Regions from separate parts of the Zea mays genome. Here region 2 is linked to region 1. A link is a contact called in public Hi-C data. All regions are on one chromosome and are shown on one strand. Each heading gives the region's core, a stretch centred on a gene start, on an enhancer-like site or on the middle of the called end of the contact. The rest is flanking DNA. Distances are from core to core; before and after follow the strand shown.

What was found. Hi-C and Micro-C count contacts between places; a contact is called where the count stands out from the background.
Region 2: a Hi-C map of ear shows a contact between it and region 1, with 4 times the contacts expected there. The contact joins the promoter of LOC100382104 here to the promoter of LOC100277886 in region 1. A contact is called at or near these places in 3 of 25 Hi-C or Micro-C datasets (ear and leaf).

The regions. Positions count from the first base shown.
Region 1 is chr4:70,218,185-70,223,707 of Zm-B73-REFERENCE-NAM-5.0, reverse strand. LOC100277886 reads left to right here and starts at 2,303. Exons shown (of 4, transcript NM_001175578.1): 1 at 2,303-3,116; 2 at 3,602-3,672; 3 at 4,507-4,741; 4 at 4,825-5,240. The coding sequence starts at 2,937. The coding sequence ends at 5,070.
Region 2 is chr4:70,419,263-70,424,569 of Zm-B73-REFERENCE-NAM-5.0, reverse strand. LOC100382104 (putative WAK-related receptor-like protein kinase family protein) reads left to right here and starts at 3,946. Exons shown (of 3, transcript NM_001174865.1): 1 at 3,946-4,854; 2 at 4,970-5,032. The coding sequence starts at 4,062. It overlaps LOC100277089, which reads left to right. Exons shown (of 6, transcript NM_001150753.1): 5 at 1-89; 6 at 1,357-1,647. The coding sequence ends at 85.

The DNA of each region.
Region 1 (5,523 bases), core at 1,054-3,553:
TGTTCTATTATTATTATGGTTTGGTATTTACTTATATTTAGTAACTGCTAATAAAAATTTGACTAACTTATTAAAAGCAATGCTCAGCTTTAACCCCTATTATTGATCAGTCTTACACATCACATGAATTCCCACCTTGGGTGAGTTCATGCACATTATTCCCACAACTTGTTGAGCAATGAACATATGTGAGCTCACCCTTGCTGTCTCACCCCCCACAGGTCAAGAACAGGTACCACAGGATGAGGCGCATGGAGGATGTTGCGTTGTGTTCGTGAGAGGTCTAGGCCGTCGTCTCCCAGTCAACTTTGGGTTGCTGGATCGTTGTATTCATATGATGTAATTATTTATTTATTTTGTACAGAACTCCTATTATATAATAAAGATGTGACATTCGTTTCTGTACCATGATTCATCATAGGTGTTAGACTTGGTCCCAGCACACCTGGTGATTATGTTCGTGCCCGGGTCTCTAAAACCTGGGTGTGACATCTTACACGACCACATATGAAGTCGGGACAATGCTCACCCAACCCCTCTAAGATTTGAAGGAACATGCGGTAACTTTGATGAAAGTAGAGCGACAGGTAGGCCCACAGATCGTTGAAGTGGTCTTGCATTAACCAGTCAGGGGCGAATATACGGTCGCGATCGATGTAGCTCCGATGTTGCCTTGTTCGTTTGTTAATCGTGAAAGACCTAGAGGCAACCTCTAATGCCTGCTACATTATAATTTGTTACAACAACTCGATCACCCCATCTTCGATCATGTCGATGTCCGAACTCGATGAAGACATCTCAACAATGCTTTACTCAAATGAAATGATTGTGATATGCGTATGAGGCGGCGGTAGAGAAATTCAAAATGTGACTTGTGCGAATGAGTTCAAACACTCCTTTATCTGTAGATCAGATTCTAATATACTTTTTAATTTTTTTGGATTTTTAATTTTTAAAATTCAAAATGACGTGAACCAATCAAGCAACACCACAAGTCACCAGACAGTCATTATGAACCGAATGCTCCGCAGTGAGGCTGTTACCAACCGGGTATAAGTCGACTGTCCCGGTGACCACAAGCTCGTGCCGATTGATGTTGAAACCATGACAGCAATACCTTGAGCCAACGTACCACGCAAGCTAGCGGTATAGCTTAGGTCTAGAACCAGCCTTAACCTGGCTCCAACTGAGCCCCTTAAACGGCCCCAACTGGACATAGGGGCATTATACCTCTCCAGGGGCGGATCCACAATGTGGGCAAGGTGGGCCATAACCCCACCTTAATTTTTGAAACTCTTTATACCTACCTTTCGTATATACTATAAATAAAAAAGGTATAATGTATATGAGGCCAAAATAGATAAACATCACCACGACATACCATCACTAACCCACACGGTATAGCCCACCATCTTAGACCACAACCCACATCGACTGAAACATAGGCAGACAGAAGAAGACACCAACCACAGGTCTACAACGTCCAACCCCTGCTCAACGCTTGCCCTATCATTGTTGTCGCCCAATCATCGCCACCAGCCCGTCACCTAGTCATAAGCCCACTGTCGCTAGCCTGCTGCCTAGTCGCCCATGCTGCTGTCATTATTAGCCCATCGCATAGTCAATAGCCTACCGTCACCAGCTCGTCGTTCACCATGGTCTTCCACTAGAGTGCAAGCTGCCACAACGTCGCAACTCTTATCCCCGATTGGTTGACTCCGACGTGATTTACATTGACACGACAACACCACTTTCTGTTGTAATAGTCATGATATTACAACTTAACTTTCATGATATTACTAAAAACTACCTTTATTTTAACATTTTTAGTGATTTTTCCATTGCAGATTGGCCTCCACCTGAACTTTCTTCTTGCGTCCGCCACTGTGAGTCTAACGGTTCCCATATGTACCAGAGATGAAATCTCCATGTATGTATATAAGAGAAACAATGTGCTCCTCTTATTCTTATCAAACTGTTTTTTATGATATTATTAATCCTATCTAAGCCTTTTAACGTGATAATAACGTGTATAGGATAGTATAACTATTGTAAAGTTTTTAATATTTTTTAAAAATAATAAATATATGTTAATTAATTGAGTTAAAGTGTATAGGGAAGTTGTTTAAGAAGAATGACGCGAGAAAGACTTATATGTAAGAGAAGATTATTTTAATAGAAGATAGTAAAATATATTTAAAATACATATGTGGTCGTCTCTATCGTCGTCCTCTCCCGTCATTGATACCACCACTCTGTTCTCTGGTGCGTGCTCTCCGTGCCTCTCCTGTCTGGCTGTCTCCTCTGGAGGTTGAGAGAGAAGGCACACGCGGCTTCCAAGAATGCCCGATGAGGCGAGGCCAAGCAAGACCTCTTCTCGCTCAGACACGGGAGATGTGCGGAAGCAAGTCGGAGAGGGACAGCGGCCCACTACTCCCCAATCCACGCACCATTACCACCGGCCTCCTGTCGTCCACCACTGCTGATAGGATGATGGGTAGAGAGAGATAAGGGGTGGGGGATACAGTCCAGAGTCGTTGGGGGCGGTGGCGTTTCTTGCCGGGCATGCGTGCTTCCTCAATCTCGCCCCGTCCGCCCCGGACTCCTATTGCCACCAATCGTTGGGCCTTTTTGGGTTTTCGACCTCACCTCACCCATGGGTCAGAGGAGCTCTCCGCCTCTCCCCTTCACACGGCCGCCCACGGCAGGAGAGAGAAAGCGGGGACGAGCAACAGCAGGCCAGGGCAGGCAGGCGCAAGAAACTTCCCCCACCTCCACCTCCTCCTCGCCTTCCGCCTTTATTTCTTCTCGTCTCCTTCCTCGGTCCTATCTCCTCTCCTGCTCCGCCTTTTCCTCATCGGTCCCTCCTCCCCTATCCTCTGCTCCTCATCCCCTGCGCTCCGTTTCTTCGGGGTTTGAGGCGAGTGATCTAGGCCATGGCGGCCACCAAGAAAACCAAGATCGTCTTGGCCCAGCCGGCGGTTGGGGCTCCGACGTCGCGGCTGCCGTTCTTTTCTCGCGCGCCCGGCCCGGTCCGAGGCGCCGGGGACGAGGCGGCGCACAGGGCGAGCCTCAGGTACCGGTCCCTCCTCCAGGACTACCAGGAGCTCATCAAGGTGAGCCGAGAGATTCTCTTCTTGACCCGTCAACTCATGCTGGTGTTGATCTGATCTGAGCTGATCTCGGGATTGGGGGAGGTTTTGCCTCATCTATTCGGTTTGAGAGCCACGTTTATTACTTGTCGTTTTCCCCGGGATTTGTTGTTGTGATGTTTGCGGTGTTTGTTATGCCCTTTCTTTTTGGGGTTTAGGTTTCATTCGTCCCTTGTGTTCTTTTGACGATTTCTTGTGGATCTCTTGCCTTTAGTTAGGTTCAACCTGTTTGCTACGGCGTTCTTAGACCCATCTGTGCATTCGAGTTTCATGGTGTTAGTTTTAGTTCTAGTTTGTTCCACTGCGATTTGCAATTCAGCTTTTGTTGGAGATTTAGCATTCGAGGCATTATAACTTCTATAACATTTTGCTGGGTTTATTTATCTCCACTTTGATATGCATGATCTGAATAATATCTGACAATGGTTAGGTCTTGTTGACCTGTACAGGAAACCCAAGCAAAGAAGGAGAGGCTGTACATGGAGAGGCTCAGGAAGAAGAGGCTTTTGGCTGAAGTCAAGTAATTCTCAGATCATACCATTTTTGCTCAAGTGTGTACATGTGTTATTTGTCTCTCTGTGTGTGCGTGTGTTAACTGTTGTATGTATAGATGGCCAAACGGGTCCTACGGCACTTACACTATAAAGCACGGCGCTATTAGTCATGACACTATTAGGCATTGTTATTAATCGTGCTGGGTCGTGCTGTGCCAGAACTAGCGTCTAGCCATCAGCCCAACCATGGCACTACAATGCCTAATCCTGCCGTGCCAGCATTGACATTAGCATCTAGTAGTGCCCGTTCTATCTCAGGTCTCAAAAAATCTAGATCTAGAAAATCTTTAAGATTATATATATAATTTTAAAGCATCTAGATCTAGTAGTGCCCGTTCTAGCTCAGCTCTCAAAAAATCTAGATCTAGAACAACTTAAGATTATATATATAGTTTTAAAACATGAACATTCATACTAGTATAGAGTGGATTTATTATTTTTAAAACCATAACAAATCATATTTCACAATCACATGCACACATTACAATCGCATCTATAGACCATCAGTTGGTCTAAGCCGTGTCTAGTTGTGCCGACCTCTTGATCGTGTCGTGCTCGTGCTAGTGCTAGCTCATCATGTCGGGGTGGCAGTGGTGGCCTATGGATCGTGTCGTGCCGTGTTAAAGCACTACGGGTCATGTCGTGTCTAGTACCAGTCTATTTAGCACGCCCACTTGACCATCTATAGTTGTATGATGCCTGCGTCAGTGTGTGTTATCGTTGTGTTGTGTGATATCTGTTTATGTGGGTGGCATACTGGCATGTTTGCTAAACAGTTGTGTAAACCCATGGTGTTGCAGATTCTTGCGTAAGAGATACCAATCTATGGCTAAGAACCCCTCTCAGACAATTGCTTGTAGAGTGAAGAATCCAGCACTGTCGTCTGCATCCTGGAGGGCTGCTTCGGTAAGTGACGCCCAGCACCAGTTGGTTCGTGCTGTCGGGAGCTCCAGTAGAAACCAGCTGGTGCAGCCAAGGCGCGGTGGTTCTCCAAGGGTGTATCCGGCGATTGACCTCAATGAGGCCTGTGAGCCGGTATGAAATTGTGATAAACCTCATTCCACTTGCTGCAATAGCTCCCAAACTTGAGTTATCTGAACAGGTTTATCTCATTGCAGGGTTATGAGATGGAAATCGTCGAAGAGCGCCATGGCAACAGGGCCCCTCTTGGCATCAACAAGTCAAAGAGGTATCCAATGGAAAGTGATGCTGCTGCCGGCAACAACTCAAAGAGGTATCCTATGGAGATGGGAAGTGATGTTGTTGCCGGCCCAACCCAGGGGAGGATGCCTGTGTTCTGGGATGTCCAGAACCCAGCAGGGCGATCTGGGAAGAGGAAGATCTCATGTCAGGATCAACGTTAGTCCTTAGAGTATAGGTAAACGACAATGTTAGCTCTGGTACAGCAGTAGTGCCCTAGTAGGATCAGTATGTGCCGTTGCTAGCCTGGTAGATGTAAAGGGATGGCTGGGACAATCTTGACGGTTATCTGCTCATGTTTATTGATGATGAAAACATATGCTGTTGCATGATGAAGTAGGTGGGCATGTGTGTCTGTCATTGTTTTAAAGACTACCGACCCAAAAAAATCCTAGGCGCGGCTAGGCGTCGCCTTACCGCTTTAAGAAGCATGGTGTCTGTGATCCATCACCAAAATCTTGTGGTTAGTACTGGTATGGAGGGCTATTGATTAATGAGAGATGTATACGCTTTCAAGCAAGTAATCTCCTGTTCATGTAGAGTTGAAAAAAAAGTGTGCGCCTGCTCTATTGACGTAGTAAATATGGCAACGACTAATATGCAATCAGTCATTAGGC
Region 2 (5,307 bases), core at 2,697-5,196, 200 kb before region 1:
AAAGGCTTCTCAGGAACTTATTGGACATAGTGATAGCAGGGTCAAGGGTCCTGTTATACTCATTTCTGATGAAGATGAGGACTAGATCAGTATGTTGTTTTTTGTCAATTTGTGAAATAATCAAATATTTATACTGCTGATTTGTCATTGTTGACTTTGTTCTTACTGCAAAAGCAATGCTGGACACACCAGGCCTACTTACATTACATGCTGATGTGTACAACATTGTAACATACTCAGACATGAGGACATATATGGCATATTGGCCACAAAATCATGGTCCACTGATCTGTCTTCATAAAAATAAATGGCACTGACAATCCTTGATTGTTAATATAGATACTTATAGATTATTGCAGTTTGCAGACACTTGGCATCAGAATTGTGAGATTCCGCTAGCTAACACAAATCTCATCTTGTCTCATGTTTAAATAGTTCTTTCTTGTACAATAATGTCAATGGTGAAAACTTAAATTAAGTAACTTTATTTATGTAATAATGGTTCAGTCTATGTTCATAATTCTACGATAAGCACACTGAGTCTCAGATTAACTTTTAGCATCGCAATCATTTTATGCCAACATATTTGGTGAAACACGTGCTCTGTTAAACAGTTGCCTAGCTGTTACTGCGAAAGTTAAACATGGAATGTTGATGTCGTGCTAGGTCTTATAGTGAAAATTTTATCTTGAGTATGGCCATTTGATGGAAGATGTAAATCATTTGATTATCTAGACAATGGCAGCTTTGCCAGTGAAAGCAAATTTTCTGTGCCCTATACTTTGTGTTGTTAACAGTATAAGATCTTCGATTATCAGAATTTGATACTTTGGTAGACACACACACGCAACTGACAGGGCCATGGCCTTGTGAGCAGCAGTTTCTTGGATAGAAGTATCTATTGGTGATTGTGGTATATACAATACAGCAATCTTTTTTTTTGTGGCCAACTGTATGTTTCCTTGCACGCATTCTGCTTGCAAAAGTGTTAGTAGATGGCACATTTGTATCAATTGATAGGGCCATGTATTGGAATGATTTTTTTAATTATGTTAATTTCAATTCACAACTTAAAATGTTGACATTATACTTATTTGGGTAAAGAGTTATCTGTACTGTGATGTGTGTACATATTCTTTGTTGCTTGGAAAAAGTTTCAGATTATGTAACATGACAAACAACCCTCTCCTAGCTTCCATCAATCACTGTTTCACTGCAATCATACTCTTTCTACAAAGTGTCTTCTGACCTAGTTAGAGATATGTCTTTTTTTTTGTCATGTATGTACTGTAGGCCTGTAGCTTGTTTTCCTTTCTGGACATTTCTGACCTATGGCTATGTTCTGTTTGCATGCAGAAAAAATGGGCGCTTACCAGATTACATGCCTGATTCATCGGCTAGGATAAAGGAAGGTAGAAGTTCCTGGTGATGAAGATAAACTTATGTACATTGCTGTGGTGATGAAGATGAATTTATCTGCATTGCTGTGTTGTTCTACATGTAACAGGGAATGGAGCAAAGCTGCATAGGCTTGCTTAATTCCCCAGTTCTGGGAGCAATTGGCCTCGAATCTTGAGTGCAATTTATCTGAGTTTCTTTCCGGAAAGAATTTTGACATTCTATTTGCTAGTGGAACTGGAGCAGCAATATATGATTTATGTGCTACAGTACCCCATATAATGAGTGCTATCTATCTATATATTCGAATGACAACAAGATCTATGACCTCCAGCAATTTGGAGTACTCAGACTGTACAAGACATAGGTCTCGATTGAATCCACCCCAATTTAAGTTTAGATAGCTAATTGCCACCCAACTAAAGTTTAGCTAGCTAATTGCTAGAGCTAAACTTAAGTTTAGCTGTCGTTGTTTGGATACTCTAGCTAATTGAAAACCTAAGATCATATTACCTATGGAGGATAGAATAAGCGACTAGAAGGTGATGAATTACTAGAGGTGATGAATGAGAGCCAATAAAAATTCTTACATTGAAGCATTCTTTGCTCAACCCAACCTTATAGATACCAAAAACTCCAAAATGGGTCAAATCAAGAATATATTAATTAATTGTTGATTGGATGCTTCAAACAATCCATTAAACCAAAAGAGCTTGATTTGAACACCAAAAGACCAAACAAAAGACCCTCACAGTAGAGCGGTAGTGCCACTCAAATGTCCTAGTGTCGGGGTGTAGTAGTGTTGTTCAGAGGTACGATGGTGTCGCTCGAGCAAAGTTTCTTTGACTGCCTTTAAACTTTGCAGACAACAAGAGGAGAGGATGAAGAAATGATATAACAAGTAAGTGTAATTACAAGAATAATTTGGAGTGTAAACCACACAAGGCAAAATATGAGACAAGAATCACCCTCGAGGTTCGATTGCTTGTTAGAAACTTACATCCTCATTGTGGCAAATCCAAGCTAGATGATCCATATGCTATTTGACATTACAAGCCAAGCCTATAATAAGGATGCCATAAGAGTAACTCTAGATAGTCATTCCAAGTAGCCATGATATCAGTAGAGTTGCCCTTCACAAAACTCCTCCAAGGAATGAGCATAAGAGCTCCTTACAACGATGACCAGAGCCGATGTCAATCCTCAATAGTTGCTCAACAATCCCACAAACTCCAGCTTATCTAGTTGACATCAATCACCAAGAGTAATAATAGTGTAATCAGTCGAAGTTACTCAACTAGGGCCACAAAATGCTTGAACTATATGCAATGCACTAGGATTTCTCCAATCTCACTCAAGTGACGAACTATGAGTTATGAGTGAAGTGTTTTTCTTTATCCTCAAGAGGTTATGCAAGTGTTGGTGGTTTAGAGATGTCGACTAAGGCTGGCCAAGGAGTCTATTTGTAGCCCCACAAAGGAATCTAACTATTAACACTTGAAAAATTAAACTTGAGGGCATCAAACATGTCTAGTGCACCATCGATCACTGCATTGGATACGTCCAATACCTATCTAATAGATCTAAACTAGCTGTTAACTATGTGAGGTGTCCGATGAGTTCAAAACCAAAATATGCATGTTCACATGCTCCCTTGGTGTCATATATAGTGTGGTATTCAGTACCACACCGAATATGTGTGGTACACTATATATATAATTAACGTATTTGACATGCTCTCTAATGAGGTGTTTGGTTTGATGAATCACTCTATCCAAAATGAAGTGGTGCATCATGAGTTCATTTCTCAAATTTGGTGGGATGACTCCATTTCACATATTAGTACTAAACAACTAACTATGAGGAATGAGGTGGTGATGGATTAACTCACTCCATTCCACAAACCAAACAAAAAAGTAAGGAGTGAGAAGATGATGGACTACATCATTCCTCAAACTAAACACTCCATAAATTTCTTATCCAGTGAGCCATCAAGTCTTCCAATGATAAACATGTCCTCATTAGAATAGTTGAAGACCAATTATTTTAGTTGGTTGTTGTGTGTTACTACAGTTTCTATATTCAGAATATTTACAATACCTATTCCCTATTAAACTCAAACGGTTGCGAATTCTATTGGTTAGAACCTATACATGTGAGAAGGGAGGGCGATAGTTCAAACTCTAGCATTGCACTCATTTTTGGTCTTTTAATCGTGAGTTGATCTAGGAAAAATTGATGGGGTTTTAAAATTGCAAGGGCTTATATGTCGCGAAGGTGGGATGATCACGAGTTGATTGAAGCAAAATTAAGGGGGTTTTCAAAAGTTTACGTCCGTGGAACCGTCGAACCATGAAAACAGATTTATCTAAAATTTAAGTTTACCGATTTCTAAATGTAATTTGTAGTGCCGACCAAACAACCAGCAACGACGAAACACCCACTCTAACATGCATGATGCTTTTACTCCTGTATGGAATCGTTTTGGGAGTTCTCCTCTTATATTCATCGCAAGGCCAAAATCATGCAGGTTGATGGGGACGGACAGCAGGCAGATAAAAAGTCAAACCTCCTCCTTAATAGAAGAAATAATTCATACATATTACATACGACAAGCGCGAGGAGACAAGGTAAGCATTTGGGTCCTCCACTCCGTCTCCGAGATGGGTATCGCTCTCCTCGCGCTGCTGCTGGTGCTGCCGGCGAGCCATGCGCGGGTGTGCCCGCCGTGCGGGTCGACGGCCGTGCCGTACCCGCTCAGCACAGGCGACGGCTGCGGCGACCCGGCGTACAAGGTCCGGTGCGCCGCCGCCACCAACTCGTCGACGTCGTCGCCGACGCTCATGTTCGATGCGCTGAACGGCACGTCGTACCGGATCACGTCCATCTCGGCCGCGACGCAGCGGCTGGTGGTCGCGCCGGCGCCGTTGGTGGCGCAGGGCAGCAGGTGCGTGTCGGAGGGGCGCGGCGGCGGGGTGCAGCTGAACGCGTCGCTGCCGTTCAACGTGAGCTCGTCCAACACCATCATGCTGCTCAACTGCACCAGCGCGCTGCTGCTGTCGCCGCTCAACTGCTCCTCCAACTCGCTCTGCCACGTCTACGCCAACGCCACGGGGTCCACGGCGGCGGCTTGCGCGCCGCTGCCGCTCTGCTGCACCTTCGTGGCGGGGGGCTCGTCCACGTCCTACAGCATCCGGGTGTCCCCGCAGTTCTGCAGCGCGTACCGCAGCTTCGTGGGGCTCGACCCGGCGGCGCAGCCGCCGGCCACGTGGGGCCGCCGCCTCGGGCTGGAGCTGCAGTGGGCCACGCCCAGGGAGCCGCTCTGCCGCACGCAGGCCGACTGCGAGGACGGCGCCAACGCCACCTGCGCCGACGACCCGCTCACGCCCGCGGCCCGCCGCTGCTTCTGCGTGCCCGGGCTCTCGTGGAGCCCCCTCGCCGGCGCGTGCCAGCTGAGTACGTAATTTCTTTCCGCTGCATCTGCACGCCGTTGAATCGAAGACTCGAGGACGAGGATGGACAGGTCCTGAATTAAATGGAACTCCTGTACTACTTGTTCGGTTTGGTGCAGATCCCTCTGATTGCCAGATCGCTGGGGGCTGCGGAGGATCCAACCATGCGCCTCTCATTGCAGGTAACCGCTTGCTTCCGTGTTCTTGTCGTTCAGAGTGTTCGACAAATCTCAAAACCTAAAAAAAAAGAAAATATTTAGTTACTGCTTGACACAAATGATTAGATGCCACATAAAAATGTTTCTAAATTGCTAGATAGTTTGATTGAATATATATACAAATTTTAGATGACATACCCTACCGGAAAATTCTAGATCAGTGCTTGCTTCGTCTTTTTTTTATTGCCATCTACTGTCACGGGTAACCGTATAATACATACCTCATATTAACCGCTAAA